Linked DNA regions of Mus musculus: all the other regions are linked to region 2. Evidence: chromatin contacts called from public ChIA-PET and HiChIP or PLAC-seq data. All regions are on one chromosome and are shown on one strand. The core of a region is the stretch at or near the end of the contact, and the rest is flanking DNA. Distances in the headings are between cores, read along the strand shown. Region 1 overlaps Slc9a9 (solute carrier family 9 (sodium/hydrogen exchanger), member 9). Region 2 has its middle 6.8 kb from the start of Gm32018. Region 3 overlaps Slc9a9 (solute carrier family 9 (sodium/hydrogen exchanger), member 9).

Region 1 (3,732 bases), core at 911-3,410, 320 kb after region 2:
GCATCTATATGTGTTTCTTGTGCCTTCTCTTTGGCATTTTTCCTGTTCATTCTGTCTTTTACTGATTTATTTGACCTTATTTTGCATTATTATTATTCCTTGGCTGCCTGTTTGTCTTCTAAGCAGAGACAGAAAGCGTGTGGATCTAGATGGAAGGAGAAGGAGGAGGAATGTAGAGAGCTGAGGGAGGGGAAGAACTGTAAATAGAATACGTTGTATGAAAAAGTTCATTTTTGGTTTTATATGTATATACACACACACACACACACACACACATATATACATACACATACATATATACACACACACACACACACACATATTTTCATTTGTTAAGGTGGAAAATTATACCTATAATGCACTAGGTCAGAGCCCCTAGGATAGAGCTAGACTGGCTAGTTCTTTCTAAACACTAATAAATACAGCTCGGTATTATTTTGTTCAAAACCTTCATATGTACATCTGTGAGATTGGCATATATGGTTCATTTTCACTGCTGATTGTGATTAGGCTCAGCTGTCAATTTGATAACATCTAGGATCATCTGGGAGACAGACCTCTGACTGTGCCAGTTACAGATTATCTTGACTATTTTAGTTGAGGTGGGAAATCCACCCCTGTGGGTGGCACCTTTCCCTGCCTGGGATTCTGAACTGCACACATAAAGAAGGAGAGCTGAGCAGCCATGCACATCTATCCCTCCCTGCTTCCTGACTGCAGATGCTGCATGGCCAGCTGCTTTAAGCTGCTTCCTGCCGACATGACGTCACTGCCATCCTGGACTGAATCCCTGAATTTTGAGTCAGAATAAATGGAGTTCGTCCATCACAGCACCAAGAAAAGAAACTAAGACACTGATGCTGACAGGTTTGATCTCTGGTGTATTGTACCATCTCTGTGATGATAACAGTGGGTGCATTCCTGCCTTGTCTTTGCTTTTGAAAGATGTTTATAAAATTAAACTCACCCAAGAAAACAAGCAGCTTGGCTGTGTTTCTGGTGGACGGATGTTTTAGTTCCCGCTTCAATTTCCTTTCTTCTTCTTTTTAGCTAGCTTGCAGAGCTTATGTTTCTAGAAAATTATCCATTTCATCTAAACTTTCAGATTTGCTTGCATAGTGTTTTCACGAGCTCCTTGTCTTTTTTATCTCCACGGAGCCTCTGCCATGGACCTCATTTACTTTTATGGGTATGTTGACTTTTCACTCTTTCTCTTTGACTCACTAGAACGGTCTGTCTCCTTGGCTTTGTCAAGGGAACAACTTTGACCTCACTGCTCTTCTCCATTGCTGTTTTATCTTATATTTCTTTTATTTCTGCTTTTATCTTCCTTTTCTTTTTGCTGAGTTCTGCATTCTTTAGGTTTGTACAGAGAGCCTTTTCCTAACCTCTCACACTGGTACCTTACCTCATTAAAGTTAAATCTTTTGTGGTTTCTAATATAAACACTTAGGGATATGAATGCTTAATTTCAATTAAGTGCTACATTTAATTAGTTACATTTAGAAAATTTTGGTGTGCAACTTTTTATTTTATTTCTTTTATAAAATTACTTACAATTAAACAAGCACTGTGAAAATGTCTCCTTTAAGAGTTATCTTTTACTGTTGTTAATAGAGCCTTCTTAGTAGCCATTTTTATATATTTCTAACCATATAAGATCTCTTCCTCTAAAAAGATATATTTAATAAAAACAGTACCATTTTGAGTTTCCAAAAATGTTACTATCTTGAAATATACTAAAGAAAATTTTTACCTATGACTCATTTCAACTGATTCTATGACATTTTCTAACAATATAGCTCATCACGTCCCTGCAGGAGTCCAGCCCTGTCGGAGGAGTTCAAAATCCAAAGGAAGATGCATGGCATAGAGAAAAGAAGACTTGGATCAAGAAGTGCAGCTCATATGCTCTGGCACTGAGACAACTCAGGACACCTTTATTTATACACCTATTTCTCAGAGCTGAAAGGTTTACCTTCATTTTCCCTTTTTCTTGTGTACAATCCCTTTTAAGAACTTCCTACATCTAACACTAATGTGCACACTGTATTCTCCTCTTCCTTCTCCTCCTCAAACTCTGTGGTTTCCTGCTAACCCATGAACTGTATCAAGAAAGGAAATAGAGCTTCAACAAACAATTGATATCTAACCCAGCACACTGGCACATAACCCAGTGACTGTGGTTTGTAGCGATTGTGGTTACAGTATAGAGAAGTGATATATTATATACCCAGGAAATTCTGATTTAACTGTTGTCACTTAGCATCTCTCCATATCTTAATCAGGAGACCTGGTTCTTCTAATGCCCAGTGAGCTCAGCAAATTACTATGCCGAGTCAGTTCCTTCTCCTTACTTGGCTCGCCTCCGAATGTTCCTATTAGGTCTTGGAATCAATGATTCAGCAAGAACTTTCGAACCTTTTGATAGTCATCTAGTCTTTATTTAGAGCAAGTCAATGGTAAGATTGTTGTTAGAACTAAGTTCCAGTAGGAAGGAAACATCCAGATGTTAGCTGATGTACTCAGACTAAAGTCTTTCATTGGCTCAGCCGCAACACCATTATTAACAAACAGAGTAGTGTGATGTTCCGTTTCCATGATCCTCAGAGACAAACAAGAATAAGTCATAGTCCAAGCTTTCTTTTTTCTGGTTCCGAGGAAACGTCTGTCACAGACAAAATGAAAGCCAAGAGTCCTGATAGCAAAATCAAGAATGCAAACACAAGGCAAAAGTGAACCAAGCATTTCCTCAGGAAAGACCAGAAGATTCCGCATGAATATTCCCACAGGTCCTTGCCATGTGAAGACCCTGCTCCTCAGGCCTCATCATAAGGAGATCCATCTGCGTTACACTAGGGTACCATTCCCAGAAGAGGCTTGCTCACCACCACGTCCATATCCACGTGTACTCGCTGTTTCCCTGAAATTCTACTAATACATAGTATGATCAACTTTAAGTTTTTTCAGTCTTGGGGACATTATTATTGTTTAGCTTATAGTTTGTAATTAGCAATGAGGTTGAACCATCTCTAATCTTTACAAGCCAGTTGGTTTCTTTAAGTATTTTCTTCTATTCCTTTGAGATTTTCATCCAAAATTAGTTCCTATTGACTGAATAGCCATTATGGAACAATTATAAACAATTACGGGACCACAAGGCAAGAATAAATGACACTGTAAATATTTACGTGTGTCTCGCATGGCTGAAGCAAAGCAACCGAAGAGGGTTCCAGAGGGAAGGGAAATAGAGCTTCCGTTGTACCCTAACCCCTTAAAAGAAGAAAAGAATTTAGCTGAGTTGAGGGAAGGGGACTAGGTTTTAAAAACAAAAATTGCCCCAAAGATGCTTCAAAAGGCAAGGAGGGGGGAATAAATCATTGAGCACGCTAAGTACTATCACGAGAATGTAGGGCAATGTTCAGAACTGATACAAGAATGGCTAGGATGGCAAGAAGAGCTTGCAATACCTATGCATCCGAGAAACTAGCCTCCAGAACTGGAGGCATCAGCAGCACAAACTCAAATGACATAAGGTGGTGTGGCTTTTTGTCTTTGCCAGATTTTCAATGGAACCTTTGCTAAGTTTTCTGAGGCTTCAGTTGACACACCGCAGACCACGGGATCATGTGGCACGTAAAGGGACCACAACCTAAAGGAAGAAATGAACTAATCTACAAGGGCAGTTATCGCAAAATCAATAAGAAGTGAATTGCTTTAGCAAATCACTCT
Region 2 (3,598 bases), core at 923-3,422:
AGCGTTTATAGATGCTTCACAGTCCTGCTCACGCTTGCCTACAAATTTCACACAGTTATTTTTGTCCTCGCTCCCACCTTCTAGGTATCTGGAATGTCTAGAACTACAGCCGTCACTAGAAAGGCTACATTAGTCCCATAGCAAGTCCTGCTCAGGACCGTGGTGACTTGCTCCCTCCTTGGCTCTGTCCATTCCATGACAGCCACAGGCCATTCACCATCTCGTTCAGTGTTTGTAGTGTTTCAGTGTTCTCTGCATGGCAGAACCTCGGCCACCTCCTTCTAAAGATGGGAGAATAAGTAAGGGTGGGCACTCTGTCTTTTTTTTTCAACCCAGAGACCCCCCATTCAACCTTATCAGTCTTTTTGATTACTTGCCTTCCCAATGATGATTTGAATACTGTTAAATTTAATTAAAAATAAAACAACAGGTATCATTTTATTATAGATTCCAGCCCTGGGTATCCAGGGTCATGGGCCTCCTTCCTCATGACAGGACAGTTACAGACAAGGCCATCATCTGATAGGTCTAGGGGGTGAGCCATGGAACCAAGCAAGATTATGGAGCCCCAGGGTCTACTGCTGTTACATCTGCTAGGTTTTGGACTTATATGGGGGTGATACCCTTTTCTCTGTTGAATTTCCCCTTTTGGAATGAAAATGTCGAGCCTCTGCTTATCCTGTTATTGAGTTCAGGAAGTGTGTTACAGGCTCACAGCTGGAGAGAGTTTTGCTTTTGCATGAATCACACCTTGGGTCTCATCCACATCTAATTTAGATGCCATTTAGACGAGAGTCTTTGGCCTTTAGAGTTTAGAGTTGATGCTGGAATAAATTAAGGCTCTTGGAACTGTTAAGGTGGGATGAATGCACTTTACAGTGAAGAAAGACATGGATTTTGGGGGGTCAGGAGCAGAAGGCTTTAGTCTGAATGTTTGAGTTTACCAATTTCATATGTTGAAATCCTAACTTCCGTGCGATGCAGAAGGAGATGGAGGTTTGGGGAGGTGATCAGGCTATGAGGGTGGAGCCTTTGTGTGCAGAATTAGCATCCTTATAAAAGAAGCTCCCAGAGCCCTCTTTGGAGAGGGGACAGCACAGAGATGGCCACCTTCCAACCAGCAAGAGGACTTTCACCAGAACAAAATCTGCCAGTGCCTTGATGTAGATTTCCCAGTCTCCAAGGAGAATTAAGAAATGGATATTGGCTTCCAGCCAATGACATTTGTTAACAAAGCCCATGTTATGTCTCACAGCGATCCCCTCTTTGTGCTAAGCCTAGGGTCGAGCAGTTTGCACGCCCTGTCTCCTTTAATTATTGTTCTTACTTATTGGTTTTTGATACAGGGTCTCACTATGTAGCTCTTGAGGGCCTCAGACTTACAGAAATTCTCCTGTCTCTGCCTTCTGAGTGCTGGGATTAAACATGTGCTCTACCATACCAGGTCTTCACTAGTTTTTGACATTGACCAATCCCTGGGGGTGGCCTTGTTAGTTTTCCTTGTTTACTGTCAGTATTCCTGAGAGCTGGATGTTCATCTAACTTATAGCTATCCCCCAGTGTCAGAAATGGAGAGCAGCACAATGTATGGGAGCAGCAGGTACTTTTTAAAGTCAATCATCTTACCTTATCCATTCGTGATGAAAACATTCTCATCTTTATTTTACTTTGTTTGTCTGAACAAATATGTCAGAGCAAATCAGAGTTCTCCAAGCTGCAGAGTTAAGATTTGAACTTGACTCTCTGGGTTTACTAAGATGAGGAATATGTAGGTAGTTCCCTTCTGGGACGTTAGCTATAATCCATTTGTTTATCTTCTTCTTTTGATTATCAAGATTGGGGCTCAGAATTGGGCAGACGTGGGCTTAAAATGTTGAGCATGCCATTTATATATTGTTTGACCTAGAGCAGCTTGCTTACCCTCTCTGAATCTGGTTTGTTGTTGGTGTCTGTCTATGGCAATAAAATGATGATTCATCACAGGGCTATTGAGGGTTAGGGGAACACAGTGCATCCCAGTGATCAGGAAATGCCTCATTTTAGATGCCCGTTTTAGGAGATCTAGGATTCCCGTGATACAGTGAGTGCTATCAACACACACTTCCTGTCTAGACTTCTTACTGCTGCTCTATAATCAAATGCCATACCCCCTGTGGATACAACCCACAGAAACGCATTCTGGAGACAGGATGTGTGACATCAGGGTACTGGTGTAGGTGGGTTCTGCTGCGGATCTCTTCAGAGAGGCACCCGATAATTTCTTGCTTTGTCGTCATGTGGTAGAAGCAAGAGCGCCTCGGTGGTTTTTTTGAGAGGAGCAAGGATTTCACTCCAAGCTCTGCTGCTCTTGGCTTCCTCATCTCCTGGAGGACCAGTCCTAATGCCACCACCTGGGGCTCTTATGAATAGGGCGGGGCATAGACAGTCAGTCCACACACTGCTCTACCATCTAGAGGTAATTAAAGAAAGGAATGTCTGAGCTTAAGCAGTGAGGGTGGGAGAGGAGGAAAAGAGTGGATGCAAACACCAAAGACATTGATTTTTGACCTTATAGTCTTCTTGGGGTCCGTGCTTTTCAGGGAAACAGCTATGTATATATTCAAAAGAGTTCCAAGGTTCACAGTGCTCATACCTGGCCTGGAATCTGGAATCTGTAGCATTGCTGTTTGATCTCATCCTTCCCTACCCCCTCTCCCTGCTAACTTCCATAGGGTTTCTCTGTGTAATAGCCCTGGATGTCTTGAAACTTACTTTGTAGATTGGGTTGGCCTGGCCCCCAACTCACAGAGATCTGCCTACCTCTCCCTCCTGAATGCTGGTATTAAAGACATTTGCCACCATGCCTGGCTACCTTTTAGATTCTTACTGAGTGAGAATTCAGCTACTAATGGATGTCACCTCTATTTTTGACTATCATGAGTCTCTCGTAGACAATGCTGGTTTTAAAACTTGATGCTTTCCTTGGGAGCTTCTGGCACAAACCTTTTCTGGTAGACCATGTCTGGCACATGTGTGTTTTAAACACTTGAAGTGAGGTTGGTTCAGGCCATGATGGGTTTGGCTGCCGGTGCTCCCCGAATTCTGGATGTTTGGCTTGGAAAACAGAGACACACAATGGTTACTTAAAGATGGCTGAGTGTAGAAATGAGAATTTCTAGAACATATTGGGCTAAACAAACTATATTGTTAGAATTTGTCTTCTATTGATTTTTTTAAACTTTCTTTTGTCATTTTGTAAGACAGGGTTTCACTTTACTGACCTAAAACTTGCTCTGTAGACCAGGCTGGCCACAAACTCACAGAGATCCTCCTGCCTCTGCCTCCTGGGTGTGGGGATTAAAGGTGTGCACCACTCCACCTGGCTGCTTTTGACTTTCCAACTATGGCCTCTAGAAAATGCAGCTTTCCATGTCGTACTGCTTAAACTCCACTCCTATGTGGCACAGCCCTGGGACACAGATGCCTGAGGTCATCTGCTGTGACTGGAAAGCCCATTGCCTTAAAACTGGCTCAGAATTTGAGTTGGATATTATCTCTCTCTCTCTCACACAGTGACACACATACACACAGACACAGATACACATAGACACACAGACAC
Region 3 (3,498 bases), core at 481-2,980, 370 kb after region 2:
CCTCTTCACGCCACAAAAGCCTTTCAGGAACTGACCTGACATCTGTCACCTCTTCCTCACCAGGCAGCGTAATTAGGGCCTGAGACTGCAGACCAACTAGGACATGCGGGTGACAGGACAGATATGGCTTCACTGTTGGGCTCCTTGGATGTGCCGAGAGCATCTTCGTTGCACCCCTTGGTGCTCTCTCAGTGGATGGACCAGATCAAGACTAGCATTAACCTTTGCATGGTTGTTTACCTATGTATCTGTCCCGGAACCTTTACTCTCTAGGCTCAGACTTCAAAGTCCCTCGGTTTTGTTTAGCAATCAAAGCTGGTTTCCTTCATATTTTACAAGTTTATTTTCTTAGAAACCATTCTAAGCTGAATAAATAGTGTGCTATATTGTTTAAATTGTGTGTGAGAGAGCAAGGTATGCCAATGCCCTCCCTCCTTTCTCCATGGCTATAAAATAGGCCCTGGGAATCTAAAACTGGAAGTTGAATTTCTTTTAGCTGAGCCTAGGAGCAGGGAATCATTAGACACCGTGTCAGTGTGGCCATTAGAAATCACTCACGTTGGTATTTAATGACAGTCCTGAAAGTTTGCTTCTGGCAAAAACTGGACCCCCAAAGTCTCAGCTGGGAAAGAGATTATAAAAATAAATTTTCAAATCACCTTTCCAGCTGTGCTTTTTGGTTATCTTCATAAACTGAACATCAGCTCCTATGACAGGATTCAATTTCATTAGGGATTATGCTATACATAATGCTGCTGAATTATTTTCAATATTCAATCTAAAATAATGGCTTAGTAACCTAATGACTTTTAGAAAGTAGGTCCCTGCATGGGGAAGACCTCTACTGATCAGAAGACAGGAACACAGGTATACCAGAAATCTCTTGGAGAGAACATGTCTGGGTCTGCCATTTCCTCAAAAGTCACATTCAGTATGTGGACAGAGTCTCTCCCTGGAAACTAATGAAACCCTTTTGCTCTAGCAGTGAAGAGATAAGAGCCAATTAAAAGAATGGCTTGTCCCAGTTCCTGTGAGTCAGCTGAAGAGCCCGAAGACAGTGGCTGCTCCCTCCACAGCTGGCTATGAAAGCCAGACACACATAGCCTCACAAATTCTTCCTTGCTGGGCTCTTCTCGCTGTGATGTGGAGAATCCCCACTGCCCATCTCAATGTGTGCACTCTCCTCTCCTCAGAAGGCTTTTCACATTTGCACTTTATACCTGTCCAGTCTTCCTAAGTAAGATTCCCCAACTGCACGTGTTGTGGTATTTCCAGTAGCATCAAACTTCCAAGGAACAGAAATGCCAGCCTTCATTTGCATGTCTAAACGCCACTTGTCCCCTATAAAACCAAGTTCTTCTGTGTGACTATTGAATGCTCGCAGGTGGTTTCCAAGAGACCCGAGATGAGGTTGTGGCAGACATTGAAGTGGCAAAAAAAAAAAAAAAAAAAAAAAATCAAAGGGAAAGATGGTGGAAATAAATCAAATGATCATCATCAAATTAGTAACACCTGAAGAGAATGTTGGAGACATGGAAGTGAGAAAGCCCCTTCCCCCTGGAGGGCTTGTGATGATTCTAATACGAAGCTGAAATGACAAGGATCATGCGCACCATGCAAACTATCTATAAAAAGCTTGATTTTTGTTTGTTGGTTTGTCTCTTAAGTATGCACCTGGCATAAGACGGCCCCAAGTACTCTTGACTCAAGGCTGTGGGGCCTTTGAACCTCATTTCCTTCCTGGTCTGTCATCAACTTGTGGGTGGCTTGTAGATCATTATTTCCTTGATCCTGTTTAGGCTTCTTTGTGAGCAATCAAAACAGACCCTGGCTACTTTCACCAGAGGGAATTTATTGGACGGATACACGGTAAGTCTCAGGGGAGAAAATGTACCAAACCATTACTAGAGTTTCATTGGCAGGAAGGAATAGAATGAGGTTCTGCTATTGCAAAGGACAGGTACCAGAACTTATACATCTCCCTATCTCTCTCCTAAAGATTTGCATCCCAGGAAAAGGGTTTGGTGGACCTGACTGCAGAAGCTGCCAATTATTTTTGTAAGGGAGGGTGAAACACCTTGCTTAAGACTCTGTTATCCAATGGAGTGGTGTGTGTGTGTGTGTGTGTGTGTGTGTGTGTGATTTCTTAAATTACATTGATATATTGCTATCATTGGAAGTGAGCATGGGTGGTAATCAGATGTACTAGCATATGACTCCTACATTCCTCTACTCTAGACTAGGTTGTTTTCCTATCCACATGTCTTAATTTTTAGCTTAGCACATATGGAAACCAAATTACAGGTTAATGAAATACATGATGATTATTAACTTGGTCTATGGATCTGTTCTGGGATAGCCTGACCAGTAGCCAGAAAGGAACTCTAGGAATTCTGTCAGGTACAGAGGAACTTCCTACTCTATCATGGAGCCGGGGATGCACAGTAGAGAAATTTGCTTCTCCGATGAGCTATACTGACTTATTCAAAGTTTCAAAAGGCTTGGGAGAATCAGTATGTAGACTGAAGACCTGATTTCAGTGCCTCAGAATCCAGATCTTTTAAAAAAGACCAAAACAAAAGAAAACAAAACAAAACTGAGGACAGCAGCATCCTGTAATCCTTGTACTGAGGAGGTAGAGACAGGAGAACCCATGGGACTTGGTGGTCAGCCAGTGTAGTCAAGTAGGTAAGTTGTAGATTCAGTGAGATTGAATTAAAGAGATTGAAGAAGACACCGGATATAGATCTCTGACCCAAGTATTTGTGTGTACATGTACACACACACACACACACACACACACACATCCCAAAAGATACAGGCTGAGTGCCTTTGATGCTTCAATCGTGACTTTGTGGACCTTGTAGCCTATTGCAACATCTGTCCTTTAACCTATGTATCAGGTCAGTACTGTGTTTCAGAACCACAAAGAGTAAATGAAGTAAGAGAGTGAGATCTAGATGTGTATGGACAAGCAAGTCCCCATCCCTTGTAGAACACCACAATATAAAATAGCTAAAGAGATACTTAAAAAGTAATTTGTAAGTCTAGTATGAAGATAATCATAAAAATTTACTAAGGGCCGTAAAAAGACTTAAATAAATAGAGATATAATTCTCAAATTATTTTCTGTTTGAAACAACATCATTTTCAATTCATTTAGAATTATAAAACTATGAATACTACAGATAGCAGAGGGCCTTTTAAAATGAGGCGTAGATGTAGGAGATTGATCTATTGGAGATATACTTTTATATACCTATATTAATTTTTGAGATTTATTTTTATTTTATGTATATGGTGTTTTGCCTCTGAAGGCACATTTTTCTGTGTACCACATGCTTGCAGCATCTATGGAAGCTAGAAGAGGACATTGGATCCTCGGGAGTTGGAGTTACAGATGGTTGTTAGCGAAATGTGTATGCTGGGGACCAAACCTAGGTCCTCTGGAAGGGTAGTCAGTGCACATAACCACTGAGCCATCAGTCATCTCTCCAG

What was found. ChIA-PET counts read pairs in DNA pulled down with a chosen protein or histone mark. HiChIP or PLAC-seq counts read pairs in DNA pulled down with a chosen protein or histone mark.
Region 1: a contact with region 2 is called in an RNA polymerase II ChIA-PET map of memory CD8 T cells, with 6 read pairs. The contact joins two enhancer-like sites. A contact is called at or near these places in 1 of 484 Hi-C or Micro-C datasets (nephron progenitors) and 1 of 115 datasets of contacts at active chromatin or transcription factors (memory CD8 T cells).
Region 3: an H3K27ac HiChIP or PLAC-seq map of regulatory T cell precursor shows a contact between it and region 2, with 9 times the contacts expected there. The contact joins two enhancer-like sites. A contact is called at or near these places in 1 of 15 datasets of contacts at CTCF or cohesin (CD8 T cells) and 5 of 115 datasets of contacts at active chromatin or transcription factors (CD8 T cells, embryonic stem cells, large pre-B cells and 2 more).

The regions. Positions count from the first base shown.
Region 1 is chr9:94,992,214-94,995,945 of GRCm38.p6, reverse strand. The region is part of intron 9 of Slc9a9 (solute carrier family 9 (sodium/hydrogen exchanger), member 9); the gene reads right to left. Among named protein-coding and RNA genes, the nearest start is that of Mir7656, 240 kb to the right of the region's middle. Within about 2 kb of position 2,160, at least 23 of the 459 cell types and tissues checked have an H3K27ac peak or open chromatin away from gene starts, as enhancers often do. A contact at or near this core is called in memory CD8 T cells, where this site is marked.
Region 2 is chr9:95,315,520-95,319,117 of GRCm38.p6, reverse strand. No RefSeq gene overlaps it. Among named protein-coding and RNA genes, the nearest start is that of Gm32018, 6.8 kb to the right of the region's middle. Within about 2 kb of position 2,172, at least 32 of the 459 cell types and tissues checked have an H3K27ac peak or open chromatin away from gene starts, as enhancers often do. A contact at or near this core is called in CD8 T cells, memory CD8 T cells and regulatory T cell precursor, where this site is marked.
Region 3 is chr9:94,943,998-94,947,495 of GRCm38.p6, reverse strand. The region is part of intron 8 of Slc9a9 (solute carrier family 9 (sodium/hydrogen exchanger), member 9); the gene reads right to left. Among named protein-coding and RNA genes, the nearest start is that of Mir7656, 190 kb to the right of the region's middle. Within about 2 kb of position 1,730, at least 24 of the 459 cell types and tissues checked have an H3K27ac peak or open chromatin away from gene starts, as enhancers often do. A contact at or near this core is called in CD8 T cells, memory CD8 T cells and regulatory T cell precursor, where this site is marked.